Regions from separate parts of the Sus scrofa genome. Here region 1 is linked to region 2. Evidence: chromatin contacts called from public promoter capture Hi-C data. All regions are on one chromosome and are shown on one strand. Each heading gives the region's core, a stretch centred on a gene start, on an enhancer-like site or on the middle of the called end of the contact. The rest is flanking DNA. Distances are from core to core; before and after follow the strand shown. Region 1 holds the start of LOC574051 (histone H1.2-like protein). Region 2 holds the start of ABT1 (activator of basal transcription 1).

What was found. Promoter capture Hi-C pulls out the DNA fragments that hold promoters and counts their contacts.
Region 1: a promoter capture Hi-C map of fetal liver shows a contact between it and region 2, with 2.3 times the contacts expected there. The contact joins the promoter of LOC574051 here to the promoter of ABT1 in region 2. A contact is called at or near these places in 3 of 5 promoter capture datasets (fetal liver, liver and skeletal muscle), 7 of 47 Hi-C or Micro-C datasets (blood, embryonic fibroblasts, mesenteric adipose tissue and 3 more) and 2 of 2 datasets of contacts at active chromatin or transcription factors (alveolar macrophages and skeletal muscle).

Annotation. Positions count from the first base shown.
Region 1 is chr7:20,742,724-20,748,877 of Sscrofa11.1, forward strand. LOC574051 (histone H1.2-like protein) reads right to left here and starts at 1,633. Exons shown (of 2, transcript NM_001025216.1): 1 at 1,220-1,633; 2 at 993-1,217. The coding sequence starts at 1,633. The coding sequence ends at 993.
Region 2 is chr7:21,021,777-21,027,844 of Sscrofa11.1, forward strand. ABT1 (activator of basal transcription 1) reads left to right here and starts at 2,865. Exons shown (of 3, transcript XM_001926306.7): 1 at 2,865-3,151; 2 at 3,832-4,037; 3 at 4,194-6,039. The coding sequence starts at 2,920. The coding sequence ends at 4,574. LOC102162475 (a long non-coding RNA gene) reads right to left here and starts at 2,781. Exons shown (of 2, transcript XR_002346131.1): 1 at 2,652-2,781; 2 at 527-1,328. TRNAY-GUA (a tRNA gene) reads left to right here and starts at 186; the gene lies at 186-274.

The DNA.
Region 1 (6,154 bases), core at 383-2,882, 280 kb before region 2:
GAAACATTTGGATTGCACAAAAATACACTTAAAACATCTCCGATTTTTAGATGTTAAAGTTACCTAAAATGACTTGGGACCGGCCCGCCAGGACAAAATGGCCGACTAAAAGTTGTTTTTGATGTGCTCCAAACCGTCACACATTTATCCAAAGTTAAACTATGCGAGGAACAGAAAAAAATCCCTAGCCTAGCCTTGCCCTGGGCGGAGGAGCAGTTGCCGCCGGCGTAGCAGTTTTTCACTAGTTCCTTTACTGCCACAGTAAACAGGAATTAAAAGAACGCAACGCTGGGAAGGAGGTGGGGCAAGGGCGCCTACACGCACTCTCCTCCCTGGGTTGGACGCTACCAACGCCCTCAGTAGACACCAACTTGACTTTCGGATACATGGAAAACCACTGAAAAACAACACTTGGCTCTATCAAGTAAAAGGGTTTATGCAACAGTAAGAAAACAAACATCCGAGAACATAGAACATGGATAGAGGCCGGCCACCAACCAATGAAACACAGCGTGAAAATCATGGGCTGGAGCAGGGAGCCAACCCAGTAACTGGGCGGGACTTTTGAATGGGTTTTTAGCCCAATCGGAATATCCCTTCGGCCTGAAAACTGGCTGAATGTATTTGTGGTTGTTTTGCTGTTCACAGGAGAGGGGTGGGGCTGGCGGATGTCCCAAGTGCGCCAGGCGCCGGAAAGCCTTTGCAAACTGCTGACCGGGAGGCAGACCCAGGAAGGTGCTGCTACCCCACAGGGAGGGGTCGAGGGTCTGTCTACCCGCCCACTGAACTGCTCCGCCGACCTCTCCGCCCTTCCAAGGTAGTGTCCGCCACAGCTCGCGCCCAAACCCGCCTTAGGATTAAAAATTAGAAGGGGTTAAGTGTAGAGCGACAAGACAAGTAGGACCAAAGTTAAAGTACACAGCTCTTTTTTTGAGATCCGTGGTGGCTCTGAAAAGAGCCTTTTTGGGTTTTAGAAGCAGACGTTCAGCAACCTACTTCTTTTTGGGTGCAGCCTTCTTGGGCTTTGCAACCTTGGGCTTGGCGGCCTTGGGCTTCACTGCCTTAGCCGCGCTCTTGGCAGCCTTCTTAGGTTTGGCAGCCTTAGCTTTCTTTGGGCTCTTGGCCACTTTCTTGGTCACAGCAGCTGCGGCCGGCTTCTTCGCCTTCTTCGGGGTCTTCTTAGCGGCTTTTTTCGGGGTGGCCGAGCCCATGGCCTTTTGGGCTTCTTGGCTGCCCCAGCACTTTTCTTGGGCTTGGCCGCGCCCGACTTCTTGGCCTTGGGCTTGGTCTCACCGGTGGCCGCCTTCTTGTTGAGCTTAAAGGAGCCAGAAGCCCCAGTGCCCTTGGTCTGTACCAAGGTGCCCTTGCTCACCAGGCTCTTGAGACCCAGCTTGATGCGGCTGTTATTCTTCTCCACATCGTAGCCAGCAGCCGCCAGCGCCTTCTTGAGCGCAGCCAGGGACACGCCGCTGCGCTCCTTGGAGGCAGCAACAGCCTTGGTGATGAGCTCGGACACTGGGGGTCCAGACGCCTTACGGCGCGCCCCAGCAGGCTTCTTGGCGGCCTTCTTCTTGACCGGGGTCTTCTCCGCAGGAGGCGCGGCGGCGGGAGCGGCAGGAGCAGTCTCCGACATGATGAAGATCGAGAACTCGGGTACAAGTGGCAAAGCGCCGATGCAGCCGCGCCTGGGTCGGGCCGCCGTATATATAGAGCGCAGGCGCGCGCTGATTGGTGCTCCGGTCGCCCGCCTGGCTGGCAGGCTCTGAGCCGCCGCGGTGCGCCCAAGTTGTGTTTGTTCCACTGCACAAAAAGGGGAAAATATTAAAATACCTCGCACCAAATCACTCGGATTTGCTCGGAAAAGGATCCGAGAAGCCTCAGGCTTCGTGATCTATCTTTATTTTTTCCGCAACCACCAAGACTACGCGTCCAGGCGTCCCCAACTCCCCCAACTCCTAGGGAAATCCTGGGCAGTCGGAGACCACTTTCTGTTTTTCTTCTAAATTACCTGTTCGCTCCTTTGCCCCTGGAAGTTCTTTTTCTCAGGGGTGGTTGGGCACATGCTTCCCTTCTTTGGGGGCCAAACACAAAATGATTTCCACCTAAATTTACACCAGAATTCTGTTTCTTCGCAAGGGAAGTAACACAGGTCCTCTGTGATTTCTGCGTACAGACCCACAGGAACTGTGGACTGGGACAAGGATTCTGGGCCAGTCCAAAGCAGTTAGGGCGGGATGGGAGGGGGTTCGTAGGCCTTGGGGGTCCTGGGTGGTGGGGGGTTAGAGACCTAAATCTTTGATTTGAAGACATTGAAACTATCAAATGCCTCTTTTCATAGATGGGGGCGGGGCACTCTTCACTTCTCCAAAGGCAAGAAATTAGGCTGTTTTTTAAAAGCTCTCAGGTTCCCCTCTGGGTTGTGCCAGGTAGGGGGTCAGGCCCTCAAGAATAGGGATAATAAGAGAAAAAGAGAGACCCCCTCCACACACACACACAAGCCTGCAAATAAACCCCAGTAGACTTGGCAGTCCAGGGAAGTTGAGACGATCTGTTTTCAAATAAGTGTGTATATATTTATTTATTTTTGTATGCTTCAATAAAGAGATGCATTTCAGCGCATGAAAATTCTAGGTTACTTCTAATAACAAACAATGTCTAACACATGTCCTGGTATAGAAGGACATTCTCTAACTGGGAACTCAAAAGTCTAGATGGAATTTAAAGCAACAAGATACATTTTTGACTTTTAGGATGAACCACAGATTTGAAATAGCTGAAAATGGCACATTTTTAAAGAGAAATAGAGGAAAAAGACTAGAACAAAAAAATTATGATACGACTTTTTGCTGATAAGCTCACCTCTTCTCATCGTCTCTAAGTTGGGCCAGGTGTATTCTATTCTCAAGTTCACTTTACTACTACATCTAGATGAAAATATGTAATAAAGATGTCTGTTAGATGTGGTAGTCAAAAGGGGTTATACAAATTAAGTTCAGTGGTGAATGAAAAAGGAGGCATCCTCTTTGAGACTAAGGATAACCCCATGGTTTCCCTGAATAACATTCATTCAACATTTGGAAACTGTCCACTACTGCTCATGTCCTCTGGGAATTAACAGCCTAATAAGATTAGCTATGGATGAATTAGCAACCATAGAAAATCACTTTAGACCTGCCATCCATCAGTGTGACTTTGGGCATAGGAATTGTAAGAAATCACTGAAAGTGTACAAACAACTAAAGTACCTTCATCATACTAATGTATTTTGCCAAAAAAAAAATAAAGAGCATGCCGCTTTGTTCTGATTTCTGTGTGCAATGAGCACCTTCTTCATTGAAACTCAGTTAAGTGTGCATAACCACCAGGAAAATAGCTGTGTGGAGTCTTGATTACCAGGTTACTGAAGTTCCCTTCACTGCAAATTGGTGTCCCTTTTTGCAAAGCAGCAGCGTGTAAGATTGATTAATGTGAATCAGTGTTCTGGTATGATCACTGAGGTTAAATCAATCAAGTCTATCTATCTGCAAATCAAAATCCAGAGATCTAGTTATTAGGACACCAGCCACTCGAATTCTTGATCTCAACCTCCTGGCCACATAGTAGAGGCCAGAAGGCAGAAAAACCAGTAGCCTTTCTCCTGATCCCTGTAAGTCATGTCGAGAAAAATTAAAAAAAAAAAAAAAAGCAAAGATATTTCTTCATGTCTTTTCAAGCTGTATTAGAGATTCTCTAAGTCCACTTGTGGGTCATCAAATGCTCTAAGGCCATGCTATACAATGAAACAGTGTGAGTCACACATATTATTTTATTTATTTTAATTACTGTATTTATTTTTGCCCATGCCAACAGCATGTATAAGTTTCTGGGCTAGGGATCCAACTCGTGCCACAGCTGCTGCAGTGACAATGCAGGATCCTTAACCCACTATGCCACGAGGGACCTCACCACCACCTTCAAAGTGACCTTAGAGCCTATAGATGTCCCATGGAGTCTTAGGCATTGAAACAAGATTGATGAGCCTGTTAGCAACAAAAGATCTAAAATCAGCTCCAGGGAAAATTCAGATTAAAGGTGTGGTCTTCCCATTCAAAATTGATGGTCTTGGAGTTCCTTGTTATGGTTCAGTGGGTTACCAACTTGAGTAGTAGCCATGAGGATGGGAGTTCAAGCCCTGGCCTAGCTCAGTGGCTCAGATCCCTTGTTGCTGTGGCTGCGGTGTATATAGGAAGCTGCAGCTCCGAGTCAACCCTAGCCTGGGAATTTCTGTATGCCACAGAAGAGGCCCTAAAAAGGGAAAAAAAAAAAAAAAATTGATAGACGCAAGATAGCAATAAATTGAGGTCAGCGTTAAAGATGCAGAGTAGAATGTTAAGTTCAAATGGAGCTGGAAAGAGAACGATTCGAATATCAAGACACACTCAAAGGAGTGTAAGAAGAGTTGTTGGGACAGGTGTGTGGATCAGGGCAGACAGCTGATTTGTCTTTCACTTCCAGAACGCAAATAGGATTCTGTCTGCTTGTTATAGGCCCCAAATAAAATTGATTAAAACCTGCTTTTCCTGAGTCACCAAGGGATGGGGCTAATAAAAGCAGGCACTCCACTAGCGTGCCTGCTCAGAGAGTGCAAAGTGTAGGATAGCTGGAAAAAAATAAATAAATAAATATATATATATATATAATATATATATATATATATATATATATATATATATATATATGCCAAAGAAAAGAACTTTGAGATCTGCAGCCTAAATAGGATTGTAAACTCTCCAGTCTGTCTCTTGGTTTCAGCCTCACAAACCATTCTTACTAATAATCCAGAGGAACTTTTATCTTTTTTTTCCCAATCTCTGCAGGCATATGGCCAACAAGGAAGCAACAGACCTGAGCCACAAGGTTTGCCCCACCAGTGTCCGGATACCTCAAGGGCTGAGACCAAAGTTTCAGTATCTTGTCCCTGACATACTGTCAAATTACACAGGGGAAACAGAGAACTTAGTCTTAACGCACAGAGTAGGGCTCAATAAATACATAGAGAGTATTACAAAAGAAACGATACATTGCAAAACACTTTTACCTGACATTTTGGAATTGCTCTTAGAACCACATAAGAGACACAAGGAACAGGGTTTTTGTAACCACCTTCAAGCTTCTTTTCAAACAATTTTAAATTATTTCAAAAGTCAAACCCACCCACAAAAGAAAAGGATTTGTCAATAATGAGAAGATTTTTGTTTTTTATACCTTCTCAGGCCTCTAATGAAGGCATTTATAAAGCACAAGATACAAACATAGGTTAGGCAATCGCCTTAATCAGAAGAAATATATAGCTTTATACAATGACTATTTGGGAGGGAAAAATGACGTATGAATTTTGATAGATTTCTTAGGACATATTTTTTTTTTGTTTCCTGGCTTATTACTCTGCTATGTGTGAGTTTTCACACACTTACTGAGCACTCATTTAGCAAAAGACACCAGGAGAGAGAATAAAAACAAAGATCAGCCAAGTAAACTCTCTCTTAAGGAATTCTATATGGTGAGGCTGAAATAGAAAAACATGGTTATCATACAGTGTGATAAAGCTGATAGGAAAGACAGACAAGAGAATGAAGGAATAAAAAACCAAAAATCTTAATATTTGTGTTAGACATTTGCCTTCAAGTACTTACCAACCCACTTGGGAAATTCAAGTATCAGAGAATAATTGAGATTAGTGCTTCTCAAATATTTAGATTTCAAGACTGCTTCACATTCCTAAAAATTAGTAGCACCCCCCCAAAAGTTTTGTTAATGTAAGTTACATATTTATGTGGCTATTTACTACCTTAGAAATTAAAACTGAATATTAAATTTAGTAAGTCACATTGCCGATGTTTATTAAACATAAAATTATTATATTTGTTTACATAATTAAATACCATGTGTTTATTTACATTATATACTATAAAATGCATATAAAATATATAATACTGTGCATACTATGTAGATTCATATGTAAAATATATAGTAGTATATTTAATACTATATATTTATACTACTATGTTTTATATAGTGTGTATAGTTTACATGTATATATGTCCTATATATACTATCTATAGGTTTGTATATAAAATCTATGATATGTATTACTATATATATGTGTGTGTGTATG
Region 2 (6,068 bases), core at 1,615-4,114:
CGAATTAAAACACAAACCTTTAGTATTCAGAGGCATGAATTATCTAATATACTTCCATAATTACTAACCATATAAGCTTTAGAATATTTCCAGCAGGCTTCATGTTTGCCTCTATTTTTTAAATAGACCTATAGTTAAAACTATTAAAGATTATTTAAGGTATTTTAAGAAAAACTCTCACAGTTCCTTCGATAGCTCAGTTGGTAGAGCGGAGGACTGTAGGTGTTTCATCATGGTCATCCTTAGGTCGCTGGTTCGAATCCGGCTCGAAGGACTTACCTTTTTGAAAGGTTTGTCATCTTGATACTGAAGCCAGAGAGCTAAAGTTGAACACGGAGCCGTTCTTTATACTCAGAGATGATCTTGTATGACTGAGTAGCAAAGGCTGTCAACAGAAGTTGCTTCACCGAAGGTCCATGGGGTAGCTAAAGATGCAGTCTCTAGGAAGTCTGCCTTTTTTCACTGAGTTGAGAAGGGGTTTATGGGTAATGAGAAGGTCGCCCCTAGCACAATATTTTCACTTTAATTTTTTTTTTTTTTTTGAGGTTCGGTGGCCCTTTAGAGCTCCCTGTTGAGACGTCTGTGAATATTTTATCAATGACAATTTCAAATAAGCCCAAGGAAGAGGTAACATAAATTATCATTGTAGCCATCACACTGGCACAACTGACATCATCCACTCCCCCACAAGACTCCCTTCCCCACCCCCATTCTTTGAGGCAATCCCAAGAGGTACTTTCATTTAATTGACTATTGCTTAATGTTTTGAAAACGTTGGTGTTAAGAAAAGCAGGACCTAGTTTGCTCCTCTCATTGTCCTCTCCCCACTCCAAAAAAGAAGGCAAAGAGATAGTTCTCGTCAATAAAATTAATGCAAGAGGCGTGTGAGAACTCGAAAGTCTACTTTATTATACCTTTAGACCATTCCATCAAAGAAAGCGGTGCCGCGTTAACTTTGTAAATATACTTGGAGGCCTGTCCAACAATGGCTGTTATCCTCAAACTCCTCCGCATTCCAGGGCCGGGCCCCTTGCAGTAGGCCCCAAGGGGACCCAGAGGACCCGCCGCACCTTAAGGATGAGGATTGCGCCCCCTAGTGGGCGCGTCACGGGGGTAAAAAGCGGCCTCGGGTTTGGTGAAGGCACAGCTCTCAGGGCCCAGCCATCAGCTGGGTACAGCGTGGGCTGTGGCAGTTCTTGTGATGAATGGCTTCAACGCACAGTGAAAATCAGTCTGTGATCTAAGGGCAAATCTTTTGTCAGGGAGGGGAAATGTCCCCCTCTACTCCTCGAGATCTTGTGGTTGGACACGCCGCAATAAAATTGATACTAGATATTAACAGGAGAGAAAGAAACAATTTTAATTCATGAGCCTGGAGGTCTCATAGAAACGGCACCTAAGAAGTGGCCAAAGCAGACAGCTTTTACACTTTTTAGACAAAGAAACAATAAATTTATGAGGAACTGACAGGATAGAGAAACGCTGGTTCCCAATTAGTGAAGGCTCAAGTAGAATTTGGACTTGGGGTACTAAATTAAAGTACGGTTTATGCATCCTTAGCCAAGAATTCTCTCTCTTTGGTGATAATGGTGTCCTTCTACCCCCAAATGCAGGGAGTGCACATTTCACATGAGAGATTTATTTCCTGCTTTCAGGGAAACAGAAAGAAGTGTTAGAGAGTTCCCCTTGTATTGACCATGTCTTCAGTAAACATTAATTCAAAATAACCAATATGCCATTCAGGCACATTTTGGGGTGGCCCACCCTGGGCCCTCAAACCGTGAAAATAAGTCCCAGAGAGAATAAAGCTCGGTGATCCAGGAGGGGGCCTAAATCAGGACCATGTACACATTTGACGACAGGTATTTGTAACGTAAGTATAAATATGAATCATGTATCAATACAAACGTAAAACAGGCACCAAATAAGTTTTTTTTAAAAGAAATAATCGTCATGCATTCAAAATTTTTAGACATCTTACAAAATCAAATTTTATTTTTGTCTTTTTGCCTTTTCTAGGGCCGCACCCGCGGCATGTGGAGGTTCCCAGGCTAGGGGTCTAATCGGAGCTGTCGCCGCCAGCCTACTCCAGGGCCACAGCAACGCGGGCTCCGAGCCGCGTCTGCAACCTACACCACAGCTCAAGACAACGCCGGATCCTGAACCTACTGAGCAAGGCAAGGGATCAAACCCGCAACCTCATGGTTCCTAGTTGGCTTCGTTAACCACTGCGCCACGATGGGAACTTCACAAAATCAAATTTAAAAATATTTTAAAATAAATTTTTTTAAACTAATAGCTCACAAATGAAATTTTCAAAAATGTAGCCAGATTTCCAAAACTTATATTTCCAAAGTTAGGTTACATTTCCAAACTTCAATTTGAAATCTTCAAATCCCTAAGTTAAATTTTGAAAAATAATTAAAATTTCAAAACTCAATTAATTAATTAAAAAAACTGAAATTTAAGTAAACTTTACAAATTGCGTCATCCCCCAACCTGAGTCGCACCTGAGCCCCTTGGGTAAAATACTATGTTGTGTTCTTGCTAGAACACAGAGTCCTCCAAAATTTCCGGAAGAGCCCTCCTCATCCCATCTTTTTACATTTCACCAAGGAGTTCTGTACTGTAAGTTGTACTTGGTGGTCTACCTCTCCAGTTCTGCCTCTTCAGCTCAGGAGTCAAGTCATTTCGCCTCTCCTAATCCTCTGATGCTGCTCCCTTGCTTCGAATCTCCCGGCTGACCCGGGGCCCACTTCCGCCGTCGCCGTTAGGCCTGGAACCGCCCGTTCCGAACAATCCTGTTCTTTCATTTGTCAACCCCTGGACAAACCCCGCCCCCTCGACGCAGGAAGTCGTAAACGGTGCGCGTCAGAGGCGCGGCGCCTTACGGCTGTCTTGCTTTACTTACCGGCAAGCATGGAGGCAGAGGAGTCGAATAAGGAAGCCGCTGTGTTGGAGCCTGTGGAAGGGAACGACCAGAAACCAGAAGCAGAGGAGGAATCTGAAGAAACGGCTGGCGGCAGCAAGAAACGGGTAGTGCCGGGTATTGTGTACCTGGGCCACATCCCACCCCGGTTTAGGCCTTTGCACGTACGGAACCTTCTTAGCGCCTACGGCGAGGTCGGGCGTGTGTTTTTCCAGCCGGAAGGTAAGTGCTGAGGCAGTGGTGATGAGGGGTGGAGGGTGATGCTTGCAGATGGTGAGCACACAGTGCGTGTCCTGTTGCCTCGGCTGCGCGGATCCCAGGCACGAACCGAGCCGGGGCCCCGCGTGTGGCTTTTTTAGTAAATAGGTAGTCCACACTTTCCTTAGGAGGTGGGCCTGAGGTGTGGTTAGCGCAGTATGACTAGTTGAGCCTTAGTTTTCGAATAGCTAACTTTTAGATTTTAATTTCGGCTTCCCCAATCCCTCTTTCCCGAGACGAATTTACCAGTTTGTTAAATGGGTATAGCCTGCAGTAAAATCCCAGTGGCTTTTCCACAAAACTGAACATAACCCTTTGCCATCGCGGTCCAGGTCAAAAGACGGTATACGTACGGTCAGCCGTCTGCAACTTCTTATAACCCTAAATTGGAATTAGGGTTAGAGGGCCATGCTGGTTTTATATAGAATGTTCAGGGCAGATCTGATTAAGGAGTTGACATCTGAGCAAAGGATTGAATTAGACAAGGGAGAAAGGGTGGACCTTTCAGTTCTCCTTTTCTGAGCAAAGATCTTGGGGTGGGATCCTGGCCCTTGGGCAGATTTGGAGACTTCGGCAAGTGGAAGGTACAATTGAGTGGGTGCTGCGTCGGCTTGCTTGACCACTGCTCTCCCTTTGGCTCGCAGACGGCTTCGTGAGGCGCAAAAAGAAGGCAGCAGCAGCCTCCACCACAGGAGGGAAAAAGCGTTCCAAGTACAGCAAGGACTACACCGAGGGCTGGGTGGAGTTCCGAGACAAGCGAGTAGCCAAGCGTGTGGCGGCCAGTCTGCACAACACGCCCATGGGCTCCCGCAGGCGCAGTCCCTTCCGTTATGACCTGTGGAACCTCAAGGTGAGGGCATTGGCTTGTCTACCCCACAGCTCATACTCCTGCCTTCCCAGCCCCAGCCCTTGGACCTCTATAACCTCTCGGTGGCCCTGTTCCTCCCATCTCTTCTCCATCTCTGACCTGCCCTACCCAGATCTTCTCTTGTTTTCCTGTCCACAGTACCTGCACCGTTTTACTTGGTCCCACCTCAGCGAGCATCTTGCCTTTGAGCGCCAGGTGCGCAGGCAGCGCCTGAGGGCGGAGGTTGCCCAGGCCAAACGTGAGACTGACTTCTATCTTCGAAGTGTGGAGCGTGGACAGCGTTTCCTTGCTGCTGATGGGGACTCTACCCGCCCGAATGGCTCCTGGGCCTTCGCCCAGCGTCCTACTGAGCAGGAGTTGAGAGCCCGGAAAGCAGCTCGGCCAGGAGGACGTGAACGGGCTCGCCTGGCTAATGCTGAGGAACAGGCCCGCTCCAATCGAGGGCTTCTTGCCAGGATCTTTGGAGCCCCTGCACCCTCAGAGAGCTTGGAGGACTCCTCTCTGGTCAGGAACTCTTGAGGGGCAGAGAGGCTTCTTCCACCTCTTAGCCCAGCCCTGCATCCTGTCTACATGATATTTACTACCCAGGTGGACATTTTATTGTGTTTCTCAGCAGGAGTCTCTGATGCGTGCTCAGGCATAGGAGTGTTGTCAGCCTCCCCAAACTCCTGTACATGCCTGGCTGGGGCACTTAGTTCCTACTAGCATGATTATAACTACTGTAGACGCCTGTTTTGTCTTGTTTGATTCTTAGCTGCCTGCCTCCTGCCCATCGAAGCCCTCTAAAAATCCTACTTTCTGGCTCCAGAAAGAGCTCTTGCTTTGAGCTAGAGTGATAATGGCTGGTCTAGACAGCTGTTTACCAGCCACAGGTACTGGGTAGCAATGATATCCTTTTTATTTAGAAAAGACTAATAGGGACAGGGACTAATGAGGTAGGAGTGGCGTGGGTGACCCCTTCCAAATGTATTTATAGAAAAGAAAAAAGTATATATTTGATATGCCTTTGTAGTTTATAGGGGGTGGGGATGGTCATTGGATAAGTTCCACCTTCTTTCTGTGTACTGGTCACTCACCTTCACGCCATGTCCTGGTCTAAGAGTCTCCCCTGCTCCCCAACCTTTTCTATATAATCACTTTCGTAGGCCATGTTGTTAATCCTTATTGATTTCAGCATTTACTAAATCACTGTGTGAGGATATAGAGTGACAGTGGGTAATAACACATGGCCCTTCTACTAAAAAAAGACAGGTGTTTAAGAAATAAGTATACAGAAGTACTACAGATACCATGGTAGATGTGCATAAGGGGTAGAGTGGGGCCATGGGAGGGAATGGTTGGCTTTTTCTGGGAAGTTAGACAGTGCTCTCAATGTGTTGTTGATTTCTGATCATTCTTCTGAGATAGGTCAGTTTTCACCATGTTTTTCAGATCATTCCTGAAAGGTGAACAGAAGTCTGTAAGGGCCTAGTGAACTCTTAACATTATAAACAAAACTCTAGATGGAGTGTTGGGTTCAAACCATTGTAAAGACAGGGAATGCCTAAGAGGTAGTTGTGCACAAATGATGCCCATCTGTTGCGCTTGTACATGGTGCCTCTGCTTAGGCAAGAGAGGGGTGACAATCATGCAGAGCAGCTCTGGAGGTGACAAAGAATCCCTGTAAGCCACTAAGAGGAACTGAAAACTGAGGTGTCATGACCAACTAAGAAAAGTCTGCAAACAGCCTCATAATAGATTAAAACTCTGGTCAGTATTCAGGCTTTTAAGTTTATAGAAAATGTTAGAGTGAGAATAAATAATTTGAGTTTTGCTTGTGCTGTGTTTTTTTTTCTTCACTGTCATCAATATAATTATCCGTATGGTCTTTGGATGAAGTGGATTCATCCACTTTGGCTCTAAAATAACTTAGCCATGTTAAGATCTCAATTTGACAGGTGTAATATATTCAGGAGAATAAAGATGACCATACAATTTAAAAAAATTATGGTTTGCTTGGTGTAAATTTCTCAT